Linked DNA regions of Hordeum vulgare: region 1 is linked to region 2. Evidence: chromatin contacts called from public Hi-C data. All regions are on one chromosome and are shown on one strand. The core of a region is the stretch at or near the end of the contact, and the rest is flanking DNA. Distances in the headings are between cores, read along the strand shown.

The links. A called contact is a pair of places that touch in the nucleus more often than the background predicts.
Region 1: a contact with region 2 is called in a Hi-C map of leaf, with 3 times the contacts expected there. The contact joins the promoter of LOC123449353 here to the promoter of LOC123449349 in region 2. A contact is called at or near these places in 3 of 6 Hi-C or Micro-C datasets (leaf and seedling).

What each region holds. Positions count from the first base shown.
Region 1 is chr4H:538,898,855-538,905,106 of MorexV3_pseudomolecules_assembly, forward strand. LOC123449353 reads right to left here and starts at 1,633. Exons shown (of 4, transcript XM_045126554.1): 1 at 1,361-1,633; 2 at 1,190-1,279; 3 at 969-1,065; 4 at 461-866. The coding sequence starts at 1,505. The coding sequence ends at 731. It overlaps LOC123449352, which reads left to right. Exons shown (of 9, transcript XM_045126553.1): 9 at 1-222.
Region 2 is chr4H:538,708,959-538,715,556 of MorexV3_pseudomolecules_assembly, forward strand. LOC123449349 reads right to left here and starts at 1,584. Exons shown (of 2, transcript XM_045126548.1): 1 at 1,399-1,584.

The sequences.
Region 1 (6,252 bases), core at 383-2,882, 190 kb after region 2:
GTACTGCCTGGGCACCTATCCAGAGCCGAAAGCTAATAGTGAACTCATGTCACTGGGCAGAAGCAAGATCATGTAATCATGTTTTCACATATGGAAAACTTTTCACGTTAGATGTATTAGGGTTTAAGAATCTTGAAGTTGAGTTTCTAGCTTCGAGGAATATGATTATCTGAATTACTCTATGGCTAATGAAAAGATCAATCGATCGCTTCGTTTTGATCAGCTTCTTTTCTCAGACGTGCTCTCTGATGGTTTTATTCAGGTGCGGTTTGATTTCTGTCCGGTTGTATATGCCCATCCCTTGTGTTGAGCAATCTGACGTTCTCTTGTGTTGAGCAATCTGATGTTTTACCAGTTAGGTGCTGTCGATTCAGTTTCATATCCATCGGAAGTGCGCCATACCAGTTACTCTTCCTTCTGGTTCGTTGATGGTAAGACTAACAGCAACAGGCAGTTGCGGTTCAAGATGTAACAAAAAATTCAAATTTCGCATGTAGTAGTACTGACAGTATAAGAAGCCATTACTCCCATTCACCTTTTTAAACCATCTGCAATTCTGAACTAAACTGTGTATCTGTCTAGTGTTCCTTTCCCCCCTCAAGTCCAATCTCTCACTCTCTAGCGACTATGCTGCCACTAGATCCTGCCGCTGTGGCAAGAAGCAGTTATATGCAGTGCCACAACTCTCTGTGTTCCTGGCGAGCAACGGAGAGCTCCGTGATGCGTGTGCTCATTCTCCAACCCTTTTCTTGAGCTCCGTGATGAAGTCCTCCTTCTCCTGGTCCGTCATCCCCACCGTGGAGCAGTCGCCGACGCCCCACTCGGCGCCCCGCAGGCAGTACTTGTCCTGGATCTCCCTCTCGTTCCTGGAAAGGAGTAACATTGTTTGCCCCAAGGGATTTGTCACAAGAAGATGGCACGGAAGCAGCTACCTAGAGAGCTTATTTTCAGCGCAAACGCGCACGTACTTCTCTTTGTTTTGCTTGGACTTCTGGAGCAGCTCCCTGAGCACCTTGGAGGACTTGAACCTCGAGTCGTTCTCCGCGTACTTCCTCTGGTTCTCCGCTTGAGAGTTCATTCAGTGCAGGTCAAGGAGACATAAATAAGCATACACAGCAAAACCAAATTGGATATACGGTACTACTGTCTGAGATGAGATAGTGTAGAGCAAGTAGCTAGCTGAACCAACCATTCCATTTGTCCAAGAACTCGAGCCGGGGCAACGGGGGTGCTGGGATGGACTCCAGCCCGGTGGACCCTGACAGGATGCCGGCGCTCACTGCAAGTTCGCGGACCAATTTCAACGGGTGTTGGCCATTGCCGTACGTACGTGACTCTGCGTGAAGGATTTGCACCCTACCTGGAGTGGACCAGAGGACGAGCGAGAGGGAGACGGCGGCGGGGACGCCCAGCAGGAACGCCCGGCCGCTCTTCTCCGGCGTGCTGCAGCGGCCCCTCGCCGGCGGTGCCGGTGGCGCGCTGCAGAGGACGCGGAGGCCGAGCATGGTGCTTTGCTTTGGCCTGGCTGCCTCGCTAGAACGTAGGCGAGAGACCGAATGGATGGATGGATGAGCCGTTTAGCTACTCTGGCCTGGTCGAGTGAGGTTGCGGGTGGGGGGATTGGGGAGGGGCGGGCGCCACTCTCACTACCTGTTCTCTTGTCAGCCACTAACGATGGGGGTCATCTCGGAGGTTGCCCTTGGGATCTTTTTCTTCAGTGTAAGTGTATGCCAGTCTTGCAGCGGCGTTTGGGGTTTGTTTGGTTCGCGTAGAAAACTTGGTGGGATTGCATGGAAGTTGGTAGATATATAGAAAACAAAACGAAATATTTCATTTTTTTCCCACATGTTTAGAAATATGCGGGCGCGTTTGGTAGGCTGCATCAAAGCCCAACCAACCTCTCACGGGCTAAGTACTGAGTTGTTTGGTTGCATGGCTTGCATTTAAAAGATCCACAATGGAACCCTTCAAATGATCCCTCGTACGTCCGCGGACGCACCTGATCAGTGAACGGACAGAAGAGAGAAAGATAAAAAAGTGATCCAATCGAACCCATCATATCGTCCCTATATGTCCGGATTGTCCGCGAACCCTGATATCCATATCAAATATGTAGAGGATATGAAAGCTCGCAAACGCGTTCCCGGTCAGTTCACCACATAGGATGCGATCCCATCTCCGAACACCTTTTCTTTTCTTTATTCATTCTTTTCTTTTTCTCTCTTCCTCTCCACTAACCACATGCAAGTGACCGGACATATGGGGAAGAAATTGAGGTATGTGGCTGCGCGGAGATAAAAAAGGGGACACGTCCGGTCATTGACCGGCGCGTCCACGGGCGTTTAAGGATTTGAATTTACAAGTCGTGGTTGAAGATGCTCTTAGAAACTAGTTTGCAAGAAGCTTAAAGCGCTTTCAGTCAAGTTCATCAGAAACGCCGTTTGATAAAAGATCTTAGAGTGTTTAAGGTTGGACCAGGAGGGTCTCTTAGGCCTTCTTTTTTCTGCCCACAGGAGTTATTTTCCATTCTCTTTTATTTTGCGGTGACTAGCTTGCACAATGTTAAAGGCACCTCAAAACTTGGCTTTAGAGAAACACTCAAATCGACCATTGCTCCTCAAGTACACACAAAACACTAATGAATTTTTTTCCGCGACGCCATCGCAACCAAATGCAACACATGCAAATGTATCAAACTCAACATACTTTTCTATGTATTCTTTTCTCCACTGTTTGGTAACTGTCGTGGTTATCAGTGGCAATAAGTCTAGAGGTGTGTATGAATAGGCGTTGTATCTATCGAAGGATGAATATGGAGTATGTGTTGGAAATATGTCCTAGAGGCAATAATATATATATTGAATAAAAGGGGTTCCCCCTGCTCTATTTTATTGAAGCATCGAACCAGATAGTTTTTACAGCCCAAACATTCAGCCAGAACATCTCAACCTCGCAAACTACCAGACGACTAACCATCGAAAGCAGGAAAATATTCAGCTACAGCAGCTAGCACAGTATATTACAGACGCAAATATATCGTAGTTCCAGGACTAGTCCTACAACCAAGCGATGCGCAACAATTCTCCCTTGAACTTGTCCAGCTTAGCGGCGAACTGACGAAGGAGCTCCTCCTGTGTGGCGTGGCAGAGCACATCCCATTATCGAAGAAAAGCTCGAAGTTTCACAAGGACGCATGCTAGACTTCTCCAAGAACGACCCTGGAAACAAAAGTCATTTCTCAGTCTCCACATGCTCCACAAGGAAGCCGCAACAATCATATTTTGCACAGGCATTTTCTTATGTAGTTGCCATAAGACACAAACGTCTTTAAAACAGGAAATATCATAATCTGGAAATGAAATAGAGAAAAGTTTCCAAAGACATCTAGCCACCACACAATCAAAGAATAGATGTTGCATCGATTCCATTTCTTTACAGAACAGACAAGTAGGATCACTGACAGTCCTACGCTTCGCTAAATTGTCCCTCGTCAGGACCTTGTTATACACACACAACCAGAGAAACACATGAATCTTTTGAGGGCAAAGAATTTTCCACAATTTTTCCCCAATGGTAGAAACCACTCCCCCAAAATTGATAGTATGATAAAATGATTTAACCGAGTATACCCCATTTTTTTCTAACATCCAGATTGGGGTATCTGGAGCCTGTGTTAAGTGGACAGCTTGAACAATCTCAAGAAGCTGATTCCATCTAATTAACCCCTTATAGTCAAACACATCTCCTAAAAGAAAGTTTGAGATTAACACCATGCCATACTTGTGAGATGGTGCATTCAGACTGGTTACAAATGGAAAACAGATCCCAAAACTGAACTTTGAGGGAAGAATCCCCAAAACATATGTCATGCCAAAATTTGATGCTCTCCCATTACCAACATCCCGTTTATAAAAATTTCTTGAGGCATTTAATGCCCAAGTTACACTCTTCCAAAAGGAGAAGCCATTGTCAGTTTTAGCCCAAAAGATATTGGGGGAAACAATGTTATACTTGAAGGAAATAACTTCTTTCCAATCTTTAGGTTGTGGATCAGACAACCTTCTCCCCTAGGAAGCTAGGAGGGCCATATTAAATTCTAAGTTGGGAACACCCATGCCCCCAAAAGCCTTCTTCCTGGTGATCAGGCCCCAATTAGCCAAATTATATTTGTGTTGGTCACCTACATTCCCCCAGAAGAAATGGTCCACCTGGGAATTAATAGCATCTATCGCCCATTTAGGGTACCTAATCACAGCCATAAGGTAGGAAGGGATACTGACTATACAAGCGCAAAGCAGTATTAATTTACCTCTGTAAGATAGATGCTGACCCAGCCAACCAGAAATACAACTAATAATCCTATCAATGATAGGTTGCAGATCCTCTCTACGCAATTTATCAAAATGAAGGGGACCCCCAAGTATTTGATGGGAAAAGAACCAATCTTGCAACTAAAAATCTAGGCAAAAGATTTAGCAACCTCTTCCTCAATATTAATGGTAAGAAGGTCACTCTTATGAAAGTTAATCTTCATCCCAGACAGGTTTTCAAAACAAGACATAATCCATTTGAAATTTCCGACTTTGTCTTTGGAGTTAGCCAAAAAAAGGAGAGTGTCATCAGCATACTGTAAACTGACAATCCCTCCATTAACCACATGAGGCAGAAGCCCCAAAATAAAATTTCGTTGAGCAACTTTAGACAACATTTTGGAAAACACATCAGCAACTAGGTTGAAAAGAAGAGGAGAAATGGGATCCCCTTGTTTGAGACCCTTAACACCCACAAAATAGGGCCGAGTCATATCATTGATTCAGACACTGAATGTACTGTTAAGAATTACACTCTTAATCCAAGAAATCCACCTGGTCCCAAACCCCTAGATCTGAGCATGTCAAAAAGAAATTCCCAACTCAACCTATCATAGGCTTTCTCATAATCTAGTTTGAGCACAAGCCCTTGAGTTTTGGATCTCTTAATCTCATGGATAACTTCATGGGCCAACAGCACACTCTCCAGAATAAATCTACCCTTAATAAAAGCAGTTTGGTTTGAGGAGATCAGTCTATCCCCAATAGGGGATAGTCTGGTGGTCATGGCCTTAGTAAGGATCTTAACTGCACAGTTCCCCAGACTAATAGGTCTGAACTTCTTCATATCTTTAGCATCTACTTATTTCGGAATTAACACAATGATGGCAAAGTTTAGTTTATAAATATCAAGATTCCCCATTTCAAAATCACTAACATGTTGGAATTATGCCCTAGAGGCAATAATAAATATAGTTATTATTATAATTCCTGTATCAAGATAATCGTTTATTATCCATGCTATAATTGTATTGAATGAAGACTTATATACATGTGTGGATACATAGACAAAACACTGTCCCTAGCAATCCTCTAGTTGGCTAGCTAGTTGATCAAAGATAGTCAGGGTCTTCTAATTATATACAAGGTGTTGTTGCTTGATAACTGGATCACGTCATTAGGAGAATCACGTGATGGACTAGACCCAAACTAATAGACGTAGCATGTTGATCGTGTCATTTTGTTGCTACTGTTTTCTGCGTGTCAAGTATTTGTTCCTATGACCATGAGATCATATAACTCACTGACACCGAAGGAATGCTTTGTGTGTATCAAACGTCACAACGTAACTGGGTGACTATAAAGATGCTCTACAGGTATCTCCGAAGGTGTTCGTTGAGTTAGTATCGATCGAGACTGGGATTTGTCACTCCGTGTGACGGAGAGGTATCTCGGGGCCCACTCGGTAATACAACATCACACACAAGCCTTGCAAGCAATGTGACTTAGTGTAAGTTGCGGGATCTTGTATTACGGAACGAGTAAAGAGACTTGATGGTAAACGAGATTGAAATAGGTATACGGATACTCACGATCGAATCTCGGGCAAGTAACATACCGAAGGACAAAGGGAATGACATACGGGATTATATGAATCCTTGGCACTGAGGTTCAAACGATAAGATATTCGTAGAATATGTGGGATCCAATATGGGCATCCAGGTCCCGCTATTGGATATTGACCGAGGAGTCACTCGGGTCATGTCTACATAGTTCTCGAACCCGCAGGGTCAGCACACTTAAGGTTCGACGTTGTTTTATGCGTATTTGAGTTATATGGTTGGTTACCGAATGTTGTTCGGAGTCCCGGATGAGATCACAGACGTCACGAGGGTTTCCGGAATGGTCCGGAAACGAATATTGATATATAGGATGACCTCAT
Region 2 (6,598 bases), core at 334-2,833:
GTGAAAGTTATTGTAAACATTCTTACTGCTGGAAACTTATCATGAAGGAGCATCATTCACTAGTTTTAGGTAGAAACTGTTTAGACAAACTATATGTGTGCTATCACATTAGACCTGCAATGCTTTTCAAAACAGTTCGTTATCACTAACGTATCATATAAACAAGAAGAAACTACCCTAGAGTTACAAAATCATGGTAAATTAACTGGGGAGATCCATTATGGCCTATTAGTTATGTAAAAAATCATCTGAGCTTACTGCACAATAATGGAAAATAAATATTATCAGCACATTGTTTTAATCCGCTTGGTAAAGCCTACACAGGACTAGGTGCACATTAAAGGCAAGAATAGATATAGCCTTGCAGGGCAAGGCTAGGTGTTTGGAACTGTTAAAATATCTTAGCTTTTGTGGGCAGGCTAGCTTGGGTGGGTAACGAAAACCTTGCTAGATCAGGAGAGCCAAATAGTCTCGCTTTCGACGGCAAACTTTCCGCACATTATAATCAATGACCCACTCCAGACAACAGTTTTCACAGGGCAAAGCTGGTAAGCAAAAGAACCAAAGAGGAAGCTGCCTAGCTGAGCTATATCCCAACTGAGCATTGTAACCAAACACTCCCTAAATAGAACTATGGGAGGATCAAACAAACTCTGCACATGGCTTACTTATCATTTAATAGTTGCAATACGAAGAGCGCTTGGTGGTAAAAAAAAATGCTCCTTCAGATCATTTATGAAAGCAATAGCAGGTTCTAAGTTGATGCTAATACACCGAAATTGAGCTGTTTAATTGTATCGCAATAAACACAGCAATTCTTAAGCAAATATATGATTTCTTGTTTTCAAACAACTTGGAAAAGAAAATAGTCGTTCGCACCATGAAAGGTTCACAATCATACAGTATGCATAGCCTAATAAAGCCTATGACTCCTCAAACAGGTTCAGTTAGAGATAGTTTCCAGCAAACTAAACCAGGCCTTGCTTAGATAATTGAGTCTATGTATGCCCTACCTTCTAGAAAATGTCATCAGACTCAAAACAAATCCTAAGCAGGTACCAGTCACGCAATTCCCATGGAATTACACCATTATCCGACCTACGGGTTACTCCTCGGCTTCAGGCTACAAACCATCTGTCCTTATCATCGTGCAAGGCATAGAGATTTCACTCATCACCATTTACTAGTGTAATTTTATCCCAATCGGACATTTCGTGCCTACAGCAGCCATGAAATTTCCCGAATCGGCGAGGTCTCCGCCCCAAGCGCCCTACGGTAGAAGGGGGACCAAAAAGCCACGGTCCAACCACGCATCCCGTAACGAACACCACGAACGCGCGGGCAGGAGCCGGAAACGAATCGGAACAGATCGCTGGGGGGGATTAGGCGGCGGCTTACCGACGAGGTCCCGGATCTCCGTCGGCGCGGCGGAGGGGGGCGGGATGGGGAACTCCGCGGAGATCGGTCGTGGTGCGCTAGAAGGCGGTCATCTCGGCGGCGGCCGCCGCGGCAGAGTGGGGAGTGGCGGTCGGGTGGAGACGATGGGAGAGGGGTGGGGGAGGAAGATGACCGGCCCACCTGTTGTTGGTTTCGGTTTCCTTTCTCCCGTACGTTCGGGTAACTCGCTAGGGCGCGGTGTATCTGGCCCGCTCGTTTTCCTTTGGATGGCTTGGATGACGCCACGTTTGTGTCTGGAAAGGAACTTTGTTCCTGTGTCGTTTATCTATCTTGATGATCAGATTGATGTGATGAATGAATAATGATAAGTATGGCGAGTTGTCCAAAGGCATGAGCATTGGCGGTGCACCCATGCTGTACATACATCTCGTTTTCTTCCAGAGGGAAAAAAGGAAGATATGTCGCGTCATGGCTTTTGCTCTTGACAAAAATGTCCAATCATGCAAAGGCCTCATCTAACATATTGACAGTTGGTGCGTGAATGCTCTAGTGTAAATACTCGTGTCTGCAGCCCAGCCTAGCTACTTGTGTTCGTGTCAAGTTGTTTATTACTATCTCCGTATCATATTAAGGAGCCATTAATATGAGACGGAGGAAGCATCTTATCAAGTCAGCTTGTCTCACACCTTTCATATGAAATCGGTTATTTTCGTTTCGATCCCTAACCCTAGGCAGCTAGGGTAAACTTTTCTCTTCGGACTTAACCGAAGAGTCCATAGATTCATCTTTCCTTTCCATGTCGCTTCAAGACGGATGACAGGAAGGAGAATTCTGATGCCTTCACTTCGGTTAATACTTTAGGTTAGTTTTTTTAGTCTCGCGCGTGTGGCACTTAGACAAACGATGACGCTTCTTTTTTGGGTTTGTCTTCTTGGCTTCAAGGGTTAATTCGTTTGGAGGTAGTCAACGAAGCTTTGACGTAGATTTCTATTGTCTCTTTGGTACAACGAGATAAGGGTTTCTCGTCATGTGGTGAGATTGGTCTCGGATGTTTTGATTCATGCGAGAGTTCAACAACGACGACTACGACTCCAGGACGCTGGTCCTTTGGGGCATGTGCACGAAGACTTCCCGGTTGTCACTCGCAAGGTCAAGCCGGCTCCGATAGGCGAGCGGCGACAGCGACACATCAATGACTCGTTCTGACGAGAGTAGTGGTCGTTCGATGGTCTCAGAATCTCGATGTATTTTTTATTATATTTGAGATACTTTTTACAGCTGTACTATAATCGCGACAAGTAATATCAATCGGAATGAGCAATAGATGTGATGCATCCATAGGGTTAAGGGCATCTCTAACATCGACCCGCAATTGTGTGGTCCGTGTTTTTTCATCCAACTTGGGCTTGCATTGCTCCAACCGTCCCACGTTAGGTCCAGACGTACTTTTTCTAGTAAATTGGAAGCAACCTAGGGGGCTCTGCGGGAGTCGAGACTACCGCCACCCATAGCCACACGCTGCTCGCCTTATACTACAACATCGTCCGCACATGATCCGTTTGTAGCTAGGTACCCTCTATCCCCTATCAACAACGTCCACGGTGGACACCATGTCCGCAGGTGTTCGGTCGAATGCCATTGAGCTTATTTTCAAAACTTTATGTCGTGTTTTTGGAAGAATGTCAGGGTACTAGATCATAGAGGATGAGTTGTTGTGCGATGCGTGCTTGATCGTATCTGCGGACTTCGTAGGCATGAGCAGAAGGGGGCCCTTTTGGAAACGTATGCATGGTTCATTTCATGCGCAAAATTACTTTGCGTCCTACGACACGCACATCACCCATGAACAGAATGTAAAGTTGTTAGTGTATTGATGGTACACTACCCAAAACTCTGTCACGAAGTTTTGTGGCGATGTTGATCGGCTGGAGGCAATGTGATCATTGCATGCGGCAACCATGTCGATCGTAAGTTTGCTTCTTCTTACTTAACTTATGATTGATTCATGTTTGATGTTGCTTTGCCTATACGCGCCCCCAAGATGTACCAAATGGCAAAGGTCGGACCAATAACGCACATATTGTTGGATGAAGATCAAGAGACAAGAGACAAGAGACGGTACGCGTTGTAGTGTGATGTATCACAAGGAACGTGTGGGGTGATGATGAGCACGACTACGAGCTATTGTACGTGCGAAATGAGAAATAGTGGCAAGGCCGGTGGCTGTCCAAGGTGGCGAGAACCATGCTCATCAACTCCTCCCTGCCCAGCCTTCTCATTTTTGTGATGAGCTTCTACAGTCTCCATGAGACTTTGCATCACGAGATTGCCAAGTACCAGTCTCGATTTTATTGGGATGGTGAGGGCGATAAGCAGAAATACCACATGGTGAGCTGGCCCGACATCTGCAAGCCCCGTGATCAGGGTGGTCTAGGGATCATGTCGACAAAGCACATGAACACCGCCTTGCTAACTAAGTGGGTATGGAGGATCGCCAACGGTGATGGTGGCCTTTGGCTCGACATCATTAGGAACAAGTACCTTCGGGGCCAGCCGCTAGCATTCTGCCAGCGCTCTGGTGGTTCACAGTTTTGGCAATCAGTCATCCAGTTGCTCCCTGTCCTTCGCATTGATTCTTCCATCTCGATTGGATCCGGGTCCGCTACATTGTTTTGGTTGGATCACTCGGCTAGTGAATTGTCGTTCATCGCCCGATTCCCGGTATTATTCGCCACCGCGGTGGAGTCTAGGACCTCGGTTGAGGTCGCTCTTCGGGATCTTGGGCACCTCGTGTTCCGCCGCCCTTTCGGGCCGCCAAAGCTTGCGGCCTGGGATGATATGCTGCAGTGCATCATCGCCCTTAACTCACCCAATGTCGATACTACAACAGACCGCATGTCTTGGGGCCTGGAGCCCTCGGCCCGCTTCTCCGCCCGGTCCCTGTATCGGGCCATCGTCCCATCGTTTGCCCAGGAGGCTCCCTGTGAAAATTAGGATATTCATGTGGCAATGCATCCGGGGCCGGGTTCCCTCTGGGGTGGAGGTGCTTAAACGCAATGGCCCGGGCGGCGGGATCTGCCCTCTGTGCGATCTGCTGGAGGACTTCAATCACATCTTCTTCTCATGCGTCACTGCTCAATTCCTTTGGAGTTGCTTTCGCGAAACCGTCGATAGTCAGTGGTGTCATACCAATGTACCCGACATGTTCAGAGAGATTGAGTCCACCCCCTCGTCAACCTGCCACGTTAGGTGGCTGACCAATGGGATGGCAATGGGTACCCATTAACCACGTACCCTGCGGGTAAAAACCCTATTAGGGTAAGGATATGGAACAAAAATTTACCAATGGGTATATAAATAGAAAAACCTAAAACCCATCGGATAGAGCGGGTATGGGTATGGGATCATATAGCCCATACCCATATACATCATATAACCCATACCCATATACTCGTGTACCCATATAAAATCTATGTAAACTCAAAATTATCTCTACAATCTACACGATGTCAATAATTTATGAATTGAAAGTGTATGCCTATGTGTTGTTGTTTATGACTATATGATGTTGTTTTATAAGTATGCGTTGTAGTTATAATATATCTTTGTAAACTATATGATACAATGCAGTTTATAACTATAAGATTTTTAAACTTATGTTTTACAAATATGGGTAATTTTACCCGCGGGTACCCGTCTACCCTGTCGGGTAACGGGTATGGGGAAAAATTGTACCCGTTGACGGGTATGGGTAAGGGTGATGGGTAATATCAGACGGGGAGGATAGGGTATGGGGAGGCTCCACCCGTACCATACCCTGCGGATGCCATCCCTACTGACTATCGAGGTGATCACACGGACCCTCTGGACTATTCGCAACAAGCTTGTGATCCAGCGTGTGCCCCTTTGACGTGCAACTGACGCAGTGTTTAAAATGTGTGGTTTCCTGCAGCTCTCGCGGCCGCTTAGCCGCCCCTCCGACCAAGACGTCATCACCAACATCATCGTCAACCTTCGTCTGATGGCTCTCCGCATGGCGCCCCCGCTTCCGCCGCCACCTCCAGAGCCAGATTAGCCTGCTGTGGCTTTCACATCCTCCCGGTGCTGGTTTTGGGTGTGCGTGTTTATGTTCTTAGGGCTTGTTGAGTTGTGTCCTCAGCGAAACCCTTTGTTGGTGTCTTGTGCTACTTATGTGCGTTCGTGTGTGTGTTAAACTTGAGTGTGTTGGACTTGTGTCGTTTGTGTTGGTCTGGTGGTTTGCTTTATTTATAAAGCGGGACGAAAGCCTTTTTCGATAAATGAGAAATAGTGAAGATTCCTAAACTCAGCAACGGTTAGGCGATCTTGCGAATCAGTTGTTCGACAAAAAAAGAACTACTCCCTTCCAATGGTGAATCTTGAATAAAATGAGGGGGGGGGAGGGGAGCTCAAATTTAAATGTGTGTATAAAAAGTAAAAAACTCTTAATTCTTTAGTTTAAATGAGGTCAACTTTTTTATAGAATAGTAGTAATTTTTCTTTTTCAATTTTGAGAGAGGGGGGGGGGGGGGGGCGAGCCTGTCGAAGTCCCCCTGCTTGATTCGCCACTGCTCCCTTCAATCCATATTAATTGTCGCTGGGTATTATTCTCCTTACAAGGTTGGGTCGAGCCTGTAGAAATCCCCCTGCTAGATTCGCCACTGCTCCCTTCAATCCGTATTAATTGTCGCTGGGTATTATTCTCCTTACAAGGTTTTCATGTCAAACAGAAAAAGTGTTGTGTTGTTCTTCAGTTCTTGTCTTCTTGAGCTAGCCCGCTCTGACACTGTTGCCCCAACTCCCGAACTCAATTTTTTCTTTTGAACAACATAAGGCGTTCAAAGCGTCAAATTTTCATTCAGCTCAATAACAACGTACAACATGTATTAGAAAGCCCTGTATGTGAAAGTTAGATAGAAGAGAAACTACAGGACAAGTAGCATTTCTGTGAGCTGAAGCAACATCAGACCGAAGAGCCTGCTGAGCAACATTGGGTTCCCAAATCTGTTCCACCATTGATACCAGAAATATTTCAAAATGTGAGGAAAACACTGATCTTCTTGATAGGTTCAGAACCATGCACCACCCTCGCTGGATAAAACCATACTCTACATGCATACAGATAAGTAAAATCAGTGCTAAAAAAAAGACAAGTAAAATCAAGAAAATAAACAAGAAGCAG